2 separate regions of the Pelodiscus sinensis genome follow, and region 2 is linked to region 1. The links are chromatin contacts, called in public Hi-C maps. All regions are on one chromosome and are shown on one strand. The core of a region is the stretch at or near the end of the contact, and the rest is flanking DNA. Distances in the headings are between cores, read along the strand shown. Region 1 holds the start of AXDND1 (axonemal dynein light chain domain containing 1). Region 2 holds the start of TOR3A (torsin family 3 member A).

The links. Hi-C and Micro-C count contacts between places; a contact is called where the count stands out from the background.
Region 2: a contact with region 1 is called in a Hi-C map of an unstated tissue, with 7 times the contacts expected there. The contact joins the promoter of TOR3A here to the promoter of AXDND1 in region 1. A contact is called at or near these places in 3 of 5 Hi-C or Micro-C datasets (liver and an unstated tissue).

What each region holds. Positions count from the first base shown.
Region 1 is chr9:59,721,687-59,727,537 of ASM4963464v1, forward strand. It overlaps AXDND1 (axonemal dynein light chain domain containing 1), which reads right to left and starts at 2,941. Exons shown (of 26, transcript XM_075936848.1): 1 at 2,519-2,941; 2 at 859-1,019; 3 at 48-229. The coding sequence starts at 967.
Region 2 is chr9:59,899,674-59,905,524 of ASM4963464v1, forward strand. It overlaps TOR3A (torsin family 3 member A), which reads right to left and starts at 3,188. Exons shown (of 6, transcript XM_075936855.1): 1 at 3,002-3,188; 2 at 1,075-1,188. The coding sequence starts at 3,173.

The sequences.
Region 1 (5,851 bases), core at 1,691-4,190:
GTGGGACAATCTGGACAGGTCTTATTCTTCTTAAGGTAATTACTTACCTTGAAGTCCTTTGCACTTTTGATTTTCTTGGGGGGTCTTAAGTATTCAGGGCTATAGGCAGTACTGGCAGCAGAGGTCAATGCTAGGAGAATCTCTTCTGGGATGAAATCACACTGTAGGGAAGTGGGAAGACGCCCTGAACGGTCCAGAATACTCGATTTGTTTCTTAGCTCAGGGAGCTCTGGAAAACAGCAGGGAGAAAAAACTATCCAGGAGATGTTGATACACTTTGATGGTGAGGAAAATAAAATCACTTTCAAAACAATATGGTCAGCTGGCCCCATTCTCATATATTGTTTGATAGATCTTCAGTAAGTGTCACCATATCCCATCATTATGAATTAGCCCCATGGAAGTAGCTCTCTAGCATGAGCCCACTGTAAAAATACTACTGTCACTCTTCTGCAGGCAATGCTATCACCACTTGTTCAGAATGTAGCAAGAGGCTTTCTGTGAGAATTTCAGCATCAGCAAACAGGCAGCACAGAAGGCTCCAAAGAGATCATTTTTTGAAGATGGCAGATCAGATGTGGATACAACTTTTGTGTCCGCTCAGGGCTGAAATTATATTCACACCACAGATGTAAATGTAAGAGTTACATGATCCACCTGAACATGGTGAATATATAAAAACAAGAAGGTACTCCCCACTTTCAGACTGCACTCTCTTGTTTATCAACCTCTTAGTAGGGATTGCTAAAGGTCAATTTCCTGCAAAAGCCATGGTGACTGAGACATCTGTGAACGACTATTAAGGAGTGCCCCACTTATAGTTAATAAAGCACTATCTGGACCCCAGCTAAGATTTACCTGCATTTGTCCTGCTGACAGGTACCAGAGATAAGCTACCTTTCATTTTTCTGCCCTCTGGTGTGGATATAGCTGGCAGCCCAGTAACTGGCATTTGACTGAGGGACATGGTGAGCAGTTACTATTCATTTATTCAAGGAAATTCTCAGTGACGAAATAACCTGCAAGCAAAATTAAATCAAAATAGTTTCCGGGATTTATCATTTTTTATAGAAATAAAACTTTGGTGTGTGGTACGGGAAGTGTCAGAGCCAGGAACAGGGCATGATTCTTTGGTGTGGAGGCAATTCCAAATAAAAAGGGAGTTAAAGATCCAATTCTGGATGTTATCAAGTTCCAAAACCCTTTGGTATGCATCCAAAATTATTTTTAAAGGTGTGGTTTTAATATTTAACATGAAGCAGTCACTAACCATTTCACATGCACCTGCTTCGATTACACTGAATTGGACTCTAGTACAGGTTTAACCTCTCTAGTTCAGTACCCTTGGGATCTGACTTGTGCTGAACCAAAGAATTTGTGGAACTTCTACTGCTTACTGAGCTCTTAGAAGACATTTAGGGGTAAATTAGAGCAAAATAACGGCACAGGACACTAAGCGCCAAAGCTAGTGGCTGTAAAACTTTGTGGGACCATGGGAAACCTGGCTCCCCGCGTGACAAGTGGACATCTAGCTAACTAAAATCACACCAAACCACAGACGTTGCCAGACCAGAGAGTGCTGGAGTACAGAGATTCAAATCTGTATCTATTTTGCAATTTACTTTTTAATTTCCAGTGCCAAGCCATTCTACTGTAGAACCTAGTTTTGTAAAACGATTAGACCTAATGACAACCTGTGCTCCTCCATCATCACCAGTGCATCATCCTCCCATGCATTTTTTTTGCCTTTACATTTCTTTCTAATTTGCTTAGAGTGAAGCACTGGTCAAATGCATGACACCACCGTGCGTGTGTGTGGGACACATCTGAAGTGTACTGCGACCCCCTCAGTATTTACTGAAACAGATCTGATCTCTCCCACTTCACCAACTGTATTCTGACTTTTATGTCTTGAGAGCTACCTATAAGATGCAGCTAAGGCTATGTCTACACTGGCGGGTTCTTGCACAAGAACAGTTGCTCTTGTGCAAGAATCCGCAGAACGTCCACACTGCCCGCCCGCTCTTGCGCAAGACGATTTACAGTACGGCGTGGTAAGAGAGGGCTTCTTGCACAAGGGCTACGCTGTTGTCTAACAAGTGTAAGCGCTCTTGTGCAAGAGGGCAGTGTGGACACTGGGCAGGGGTTTCTTGGGCTAGAAAGCCCTATGGCTAAAGTGGCCATCAAAGCTTTCCTGTTTGAGAGAGCGCCCGCACTGCCCTGGATGCTCTTGTGCAAACGCACAGCTGGCACGTGGCAGTGTGCACGTTTTCTTGTGCAAGACTTCTTGCACAAGAACCCTTGCACAAGACGTTCTTGTGCAAGAAGCTGCCAGTGTAGACACAACCCGCTTCTCCAGCCCGGGGATCGGGCCCACCCGCTTCTTCACTCGCTCAGCCCCGCCCCCCCAACGGCACCGCCAGCCCCTCCCCGGGCGGGGCTACGAGCCGCTCCCCTAGCGGGCACAGCCCCCTGCCCCGCCGAAGGGGATGCCGGGAGCTGGCGGGACTCCCTTTACCAGCGCGCACGGGCCCGCCTCTTCCCGTTTCGCCGGTTACTATGGAAACGCAGGGGGGGGTCCTCGGCCATAGCTGTCCCGGCCACGCCTCATGAGGTGGAAGAGCCCTGCCCCGGCAGCCGCTTCGCGCGACTGTTCCCGCCCAGCTTTCTCGCGGCGGCCGTGGCAGCGAGGAAGGGAGGGGTGGCAGGGATCAGGCAGTGGCTTGGGCACCTCAGCAAAGCCCCCGCGCTTCACCCGCCCCCGTGCAGGCTGAGCTGCGCCTGCGCGGCTGGAACCATGCGTGCTCCCGCCACGCTCCAGGCCTCACGTGAGCCGAGCTGCCGGCTGGCGCCACTAGCTAGGACGCCCAAGGGTGCAGCACACGTGGCTGCCCAAAGCCGGGGAGCAGCACTGGGCTTCCGCCGGATGTGGGGAAGCTGCTTTAGCTACAAGTCCGGGCAGCGCCCTGCATAGTAGCGATGTTCAGCATTTGCTTATTGGACAGGCAGTGGACTAGTTGATTCTCCCCCCCCTTGATGCAGTAAAGGGGGGAAGAAGGGGGTACTTCAAAGCAGCAGCAGTGCACAGCTGAGGCCGGGACCCAGGATGAGCTGGGGAGGCCTCAGCTGACCCCAGGTTCTGGGGAAATGCTGCATGGAACCCAGTCAGCGCTGACCCCAGCTTCGCTTGGCATTTCAAATTTGACAGGGCAGCATGGAGCCTGGGGACTCTGAGGCCCCTGCTGACCCCAGGCTTTATGAGGGTGCTTCTGCTTAGAAATGCACAAGATTCCCCCACTGGGGCCTCTTGTACATTTCAAAGCTGGAATGCTGAGTGCAGGCTAGAGGCAGCAGGACACCCCAGCTACACACAGAGTTCTGCATTCCTCCTTTGAAGTATACAAGAGCCGGGGCTCTTGTACATTTCAAAGGAGGAACGCGGAAGTACCTTACTTGACTAGTCAATTAACTGTTACTTAACATCCTTAGTCCGTAGTACAGTGTAGTTCACTTGGGCAGAGCAAGCTGAGATGGGCAGATGTGGGAACTGCCCAACAGGCACAGCATGTGGGTGCCTGGCAAAGGTCTACCCTAAGGAAATGGTCTACCCTAAGGAAAGTTTGGGTCTCCTCTCCTGCTGGGATGGGAAATCTGACAAGGCTGTGAGAGCTGGCTGAGGCCAAAATGCAGCCCCAGGCAAATCAACTGGACTTAATTTTAGCTTGTGGATTCAGAGAGACAGGAGCCAACTTCCCCCACCTTTTCTTGGCATCTAAACGAATCTTATCCCCAAGGGACCACTTGCAGATAGTTGGCCATTGCAGGGGATCCACGGTAGGAGAACAGGATTGAGGGAAATGCAGCTTCTAGGACTGTTCTTAAACAATGACAAGAGGAAGCAGACTTAGAATTGGGAGTTACTTTGTGCCCTGAATCTGTACCTAGAGACCTGTGCACCAGGGGAACTTGTGATTCAGCACAAGAGTTCTTCCCGTTCCCAAACATCCCCTCCTATGGATTAGATCACTGGTAATAAAATAGTCAACTAATTGCATGAGTTATTTGATATTACTGTGAGGCTGTGCTGGCAGTCAATGCAATCCGGCCTTACACCCAGGAAATAGAGGCAGCAGGGCAGAGGGTATTAGAGGTAGAAGTGTGGGGTGCCAGATGGGAGCTGATCTGCGAGGGGAGCCCATTTAAATACCAGCTCCCCCGTGCCCCTGATAGAGGCAGCAGTGGGAGGTGGAAACAGCCCCTGGCTGTCTGTGGGGGGTCCAGCTCCTGTGGCCAGAGAGACTGCTGAGGGGTAGAAGGGGTTGCCATGAAGCAAGACTGTCCACGGTGAGCCATGGCCCACCCTGGGCAGAAGCTTCTTCACAGCCTCCCCTGTGCTGCTACCTCTCACTGAGGCAGCAGCGCAGAGGGCTGGACAGACAGGCTGCACTGCCAAGCCAGTGCTGGGGGCGGAGGGGGGACTGGCTTTTGAGCCCCCCCTCCTTGCTGCCTCTAATACAGAGGCAGCGGGGAGGGTAAATGCTAGTAGGGAAGATTAACTGATAAGCCTTATCAATTAATTGTCTACTCCAGGACTCCTTTACATCCCTCCTCCAATATCCCTCCTTAATGCATAGTGCTCCAGGACAGACACTATCCAGAGTGCTCCAGAACAGGCACACAAGAACTCTATGCAATAGCTTCAGGGGGTAGCCGAGTTAGTCGGTACAGGATAAACTTAAACTACAAATGGTCTGGTAGCACTTGATAGACTAACAAAACATATAGGTGGTATCATGAGCTTTCGTGGGCACAGCCCACTGCTTTTGAGCAAGTAGAGTTTGCCCCAGTGACTGCCAAGTACCCATGGTCTGGCTCAAGGAAGCACGTTGCTGCACAGATTGGGAGGAAGTCTCTCTCACCCCTGTGCCCCAACAGCCAGGAACAATATTCTTCACCCTCCCCTCACTCCAGTAAGATGGATGCAGCCTGGCCGTCCCCTGAAGTAACACAGGCCCTAGGGAGGCTAGAGAGAACAGACTCATACACATCTTTCCTAAATAGCAAAATATATTTTCAACTGCTGAAATACAGTAGATTATATAAACAGCATTTCTGCATGACAGAACATTTTACAGGTTGATACACTGCAGACAGTAACAGAATCACATCTCTCACAACAGGCATCTCTTGGTAGTTATTCCAGCTTTCATAACAGAGCTATTCGTACCACTGCCCTGCAGAGTGCAGTTTAGTTTCCTCTACTCAGTGCTATTTGTACACTTTCCTTCTGCTGGCCACTCTGATTAAACAGAATCTGCTCCAGGAAGGAGACCAGCAGGGTTGTGGACTCTCAACAGCAAAGACACAGTGTACTGGATAGAGACTGCAGGTATCCAACTGACCAACTGCATAATCCTGAGACATCTGAAAGAATACACATTGAAACCATTCCCTCTTCCAATTCATTTACATTCAGAGATCAAAGCCAAATGATTTACTCCCCATTAATAGGTTAATACTGCCTCTTCCTATCGCAGCCACCCTGCCTCAAATCGAAGATTTTTTTCAAAGGGAGAACAATTAGGTTTATTTTAACAATCCTTACAGAACAGTGTACAATTTAAAGAGATAAAAGGCAGGATTTCTTTCAGCTCTAAATCTATCTTCACAATGGAAGCTAGACAGCTTGGTGATGGGGGGGGAGGGTTAAAGCAGCAGCAAAGACATTAGGCATGAAGATTCTGTGTGGCTCTACAGTCCTATATGCAATACCCTTATGAATCATTACATATTTCATATATGCAGGCAGCTGGGTACAGAATAATCTCACATTTATACTGATTTTTGTGAT
Region 2 (5,851 bases), core at 1,938-4,437, 180 kb after region 1:
TTTTAAATGTGATAAGAGCCCAGAGACTCTTTCTACATTTAAAATGCAGAGCTGCAGTGTGGGCGGCTCCTGGAGCTGGCACAAGCCAGAACTGCTCAGTCCTGGTTCGAGCCAGCTCTGGGAGCTACCCCATTGCATCTCTGCAGAGTGGTCCTTACTGACTAATCGTGTAGTCAATACAAATTGTATCAACTACACGATTAGTCAGATAACCGCAATTTAATATCCTTAACGCATTGAGCCCAGGATAGCATTAGGCATTCTGCCTTGCATTGCCGTGGTGTTACAAAGGCAGAGCTAGACTGGAAAGAAACATGAGTGATTTGGTCACGCGAGTGGAAATCAGGATTCTTGGCCATGGATCCAGGCAAGTCACTGACTCTCTTTTCCCCCTCTGGAAAATAGGGAGAGTATTTACCCATTTCATGCGATATTTAGTTAATTAACATTTGCCAAAAGGCACTAAAATCCCCAAGTGGGAGCCCCCAGAGAAGTACAAAGTATCAGTCACTGTTTGCATTGATTACTGAAGTCTCAGAGCCCAATCACAGCTTGAGACATTTTCACATGGACTAGATACAGAGCTCTAGGTCAGGACTGGGAGAAGGGGATGGGGCTTGGTAGTCCCTCTCTGGACAAGCTCTGCTACTCCCTTCCCCATGCTCTGTGCACGCAGGAGCTCACAGGCAGGAAGAGGCATGGTCTCTGCTCTGAAAGCACTTTGCGCAGGGCTACTAAGATTCTGTATTGGCTCTTCTAAGAACCGGGAACTAGAGGTTTCACTCGAGCTGACGGGAGAACATGACACACACATGCTCCATTTAGTACTTCTCTAGTCTTCATTACTACTGCATCCGAGCACCTCACACTCTAACGTATTTAAGGCTAGGTGATACTGACGTCCCCATTATACAGATGTTGAACCGCGGCACAGAGACTAAGTGACGTGCCCAAGGTTACACAGAGAGTTGTATCAGAACAGGGAACTGAACCTGGGTCTCCCAAGTTCCAATATAGCACATTAATATATATATATATATATATATATATATCCTCTTTTTCAAGGGCCTTTACCTGTTACGTTGTTGACTATTCTGCAGTCTCCTGTCTCACAGCAGTTTCCAAAGCTGCAATACCAGCTGGAGAGGATCTCCAGATAATCCTGACCCACCAGGGGCAAGCTCCAACCTAGAGAAGAGGCAACAGTGAGAAAGGAAGTGGCTGATAGGCCACCTGCATCCTGGGGATAACCCTTGCCCTATTAGCTTTGAGTTACTTACAGACCCTATCAACTTCACAGCAACAGCAATGTCCATATCCACAGCACAACAAGGGCTAGGGAGGGGGGGTAGACAGACAGTCACTCAGATGGTATGTAGGAGCTATTGGGTGAAGCCCAAATACCCAGTTACTGAGGGTAACTACACACACCTCTGGGAAGACAAAAAGTAGTCATGTAGTACTTTAAAGTAATAGAGATGTAGCCGTGTTAGTCTGGTCTAGCCGTGTTAGTCTGGACATAGTCCTGTCTTTTGTAGCACTTTAAAGACTAACAAGATGCTTTAATAGGTGACAAGCTTTCATGGGCAGACCCACTTCTCTTCAGATCATATTCTGAAAGTGAATAGGTATAGAAAATGGGGGTTGGGGGGAGTGACAAGGAAGGAGGAAATTACTTATTGTAAGCGTCAAATAAATGGCTTATCTGTGGTATGCCCTGTGGTTGTGGGTTGACCTGTGAGTTGGACAGAGACTAAGTGACTTGCCCAAGGTTACACAGAACAGGGAACTGAACCTGGGTCTCCCAAGTTCCAATACAGCAACCACCACAGGGCATACAACAATAAAACTAATGCTGGAACTTTCCCTTGCAACAAACACTGTTGCCAGCTTTGTCCACATATTTACTCTGGAGACACCATCACTGGACCTAACCATGTCAGTTATACGATCAAGGGCTCATATTCCTGTACGTCCAGCAATGTGATATATGCCATTATGTGCCACCAATGTCCCTCTGTGATGTATACTGGACAACTTGCTCAGTCACTTCACCAGAGAATTAATGCTCACAAATTAGACATCACACATCTCCACACAGAAAAACCTATTAGCCTACATTTTAATCAAACTGGCCATTCCCTTAAACACCTAACAACATGCGGCTTACTACAACAGCAGATTACAGAGAGACTTCAGAACTAAAATTTGACATGTTGCGAATGGGCCTTAATTTAGATAATTACCTTACACATTACAAAGACAGCCTTCTCCACCTGTTCATATTGTAGTAACTCCAGAGAAGCCACTTAATGACACTTACAATAAGCAATTTCCTCCTTCCTTGTCACTTCTCCCCCCTCGCCCCCACCTTCTATGCTATGTATCTGATTCCTTACTGTATATTTTGTTTACTTTTTCATTGTATCCATCTGTTACATAATGGCTATGCCTATTCGCTTTCAGAATATGATCTGAAGAAGTGTGTCTGCCCCACATCACCTAATAAAGATTCTTGTTAGTCTTTAAAGTGCTACATGACTTTTTTGGTTTTACCAAGATCAGACTAACATGGCTATTTCCCTGTTACTTTTCACCTCTGGGAAGGACACTCAGTCAAAATGGTGAAATCCCCATTACGCTAGGGGCTAAGCCCCACAGGACACCACCTCTCGGGTTGGAAACCCCCTTTAAGATCCCAGGCAAATGAATCCACACAGCTCAGCAGGGCCTGCTTCCTCCCTCAGGCTGTGCTGGCGGGTCAGACGGCAGCAAAGTAGACGCACGAGCCCTGAGCCACGGAAATGAATTAGGGAGCAGCGCGCGCTCAGACACACACAGGGGCGCGCGGCGCCTGCCCCTCTGGAGCTCCCTGGTGACCCGGGCTTTGCCCCCCCCAACAGCGGTGGGAACACGCAGCCCCTGGGGCCGGCCCGGCTGGGTTTCTGCCGGTGCGGGAAGGGCCCTGCAGCGCCAGGGCGAGGGGGGGGCAGCTCCTCACCCTGCGGCTCCCGGCTGGGCTCCTCCCGCGGCTGCTTGCAGCCCTGCTCCCGCCAGGGCTGCCCCGGGAGGTCGCGCACCTCCGGCCCCGCGTCCCCAGGCGCCCGGCCCCGCCCGAGGCAGCAGAGCAGCAGCAGCAGCAGCAGCAGCAGCAGCCCGGCCCCGCGCGCCATGGCTCCCCGGCCGGCGCCGAGCCCGCTACCGCCCCCGGGCCGGGCAGGGTGGGGCCAGCGCGCCGCCCACTAGGGCCAGGGGAGCCCCGGGGACACGTGGCCCTGCACGGGGCGGGGCGCTCCCCCAGCCCGCGGCTCCACTCGCGCCTGGCGCTTTCCCGCAGCTTGGCCGAGCACGGGCTCCTCGCGGGCCGGGCTGCCCCCTTCCGACGACAATGGGGCTTAAGGCAACCGCCTCCAATTGGCCCGGCCCTGGAGCGATGCCCGGCGGTTTTCTCCTCTGGGAAGCCCAGTGATTTGCAATCTAAGAGCCTCAGGTTTTAAAGGCTGCGTTGCAGAACGAGAGGGGCCAGATCCTGGCCTCAGCTGGGAACATGCCCAGAGGAAGGGTGAGCCCCTCTTGCATTGTCCTTTCCTCACTGGGTCTGCACAGCGCATGCTAGAGCAGTGCCAGACACCATCACCCACAGACAGGGTAGCTAAGGCCCTTCCACCAATATTTCCTCTAATCTTTTCCATCCATGGTTACCTAGGGAAGTAGTGGAGTCTCCATCCCTAGAGGCTTGACAAAGCCCTGGCCGGGTTGATGTAGTTGGAATTGGTCCTGCCTAGGGCAGGGGGCTGGACTTGATGACCTTCTGAGGTCTCTTCCAGCTCTATGATTCTATGGGTGGATTTTTTTCCATCTGTATGTGGAATAAATTATGTGCACCAAGGCATGTGCAAATATGCACAACCAGGAGAAGTACAACGCTGTGAGTACTCTATCAGCTGCGCAGCATTGGAATTTCTCCTCAGCAGAGGCCCAAGTGCACAGCTGCCTTCTGCCATACATGGCCTGTGCTAATTGATTCCTTTCTACAGTAATTGATTTTTTCTTTATAGTTTGGGGTGCGCTGGAGGAATACGCTGCCATCCTAAAATAGGCCAGAATAGTTGCAGAGCTTTTCTATCTGCCCTACAGCTCACTGCCTTCAAAAGGGAAGGTAAATATCTTCATAGTTAAAGTAGGTAGGGATGGGGGAGGGGCGTCCTATTCCTTGCTGTATGACTTTAGACAAGAGTCACTGATCTTTTACCATGGAAATGCAGGCACCCACAGAATCAGCTACAGGAGAGCAGATAGGAATAGATTCCAGCTGCACTTTGCAAGGGCTTAGCTACCAAAGGAGAAAACATACAGCCCACACTAAGTAAGGCCTGACACACCCAGGCTTAGCTAGTCCAAGAAGCAAGCAGCCTCATCATGTAAACCTGTTCCCCTAAGGCATCCTTAGTCTGTACTTTTAAAGAAAGGAGATTCTAGGATTGCATATAAAGTGAGATTAATATTGGAGCAAAGTAGGGTTGCTAGATGGTTTCACAAAAAATACCAAACCTCCCCCCGCCCCCAAAACGCCAGGAAAAAATTCCGTCAGGCGCCCAAGACAGGCTTCGGGAAAAATAGAAAATACAGGCAGTCCCCGAGTTACGCGGATCCGACTTATGTCGGATCCGCAGTTACGAACGGGGCCCTCTCCCTGGTCTCCAGCAGACCAGGGAGAGGAAGCAAAGCGGCGGAGCACGCAGGCAGCGGACAGCCCAGACGCGTCTGGGCTGTCCGCTGCCGGCATGTTCCGCCGCTTTGCTCTGCTTTGCTCCCTGTCCCCCTGGTCTGCAGACCAGAAGGACGGGGAGCAAAGCGGCGGAACACGCGGGCAGCAGACAGCCCAGATGCGCGTCTGGGCTGTCTGCTGCCCGCGTGTTCCGCTGCTTTGCTCCCCGTCCCCCTGGTCTGCAGACCAGGGGGACGGGGAGCAAAGCAGAGCAAAGCCGCGGAGCCCGAGGGCAGCAGGACAGCCATGGCGCATCTGGGCTGTCCCGCTGCCCCCGTGCTCGCGGCTTTGCTCCAGACGCCTGTGGTACAGCAGCTGGGGCGCTGCCGGTTGGTCCTGTAGCGCCGCTCTGGGCGCTATTGGACCAACCCAGCAGCACCCTAGCTGCTCTGCCCCAGGCGTCCTGATTCAGCCACTGCTGGTCAGTTTCAGCAGCGGCTGAATCAGGACGCCTGGGGCAGAGCAGCTTGGGTGCTGCTGGGTTGGTCCAGTAGCGCCGAGGAGCGGCGGCGCTACTGGACCAACCCAGCAGAACCCCAGCTGCTCTGCCCCAGGCATTCCCAAGTCAGCTGCTGCTGAAACTGACCAGTGGCTGACTACAGGAAGCTCCTGCCCCGGGCTTCCTGGAATCAGCCGCTGATCAGTTTCAGCAGCAGCTGACTTGGGGATGCCTGGGGTTCTTAAGTTGAATCTGTATGTAAGTCAGAACTGGCATCCAGATTCAGCCGCTGTTGAAACTGATCAGTTTCAGCAGCGGCTGAATCTGGACGCCAGTTCCGACTTACATACAGATTCAACTTAAGAACAAACCTACAGTCCCTATCTTGTACGTAACCCGGGGACTGCCTGTACTGGACATTTTAGATGTCCAATATTTTATGAATATTTTTACCAGATGGAAGGCACAAATACCGGGCTGTCTGGTTAAATACCAGACACCTGGCAATCAAAGAAAAGTGATGTGCAGTTAGGAATGAAACCTGGAGATAGAGTCCCTGTACAGCAGCCATTCATAAATCCAGATGCTGTCTGGCACAGCTTGCCTTGGGAGTAGTGAAAGACTAGCACCTACATTTAGTGAGG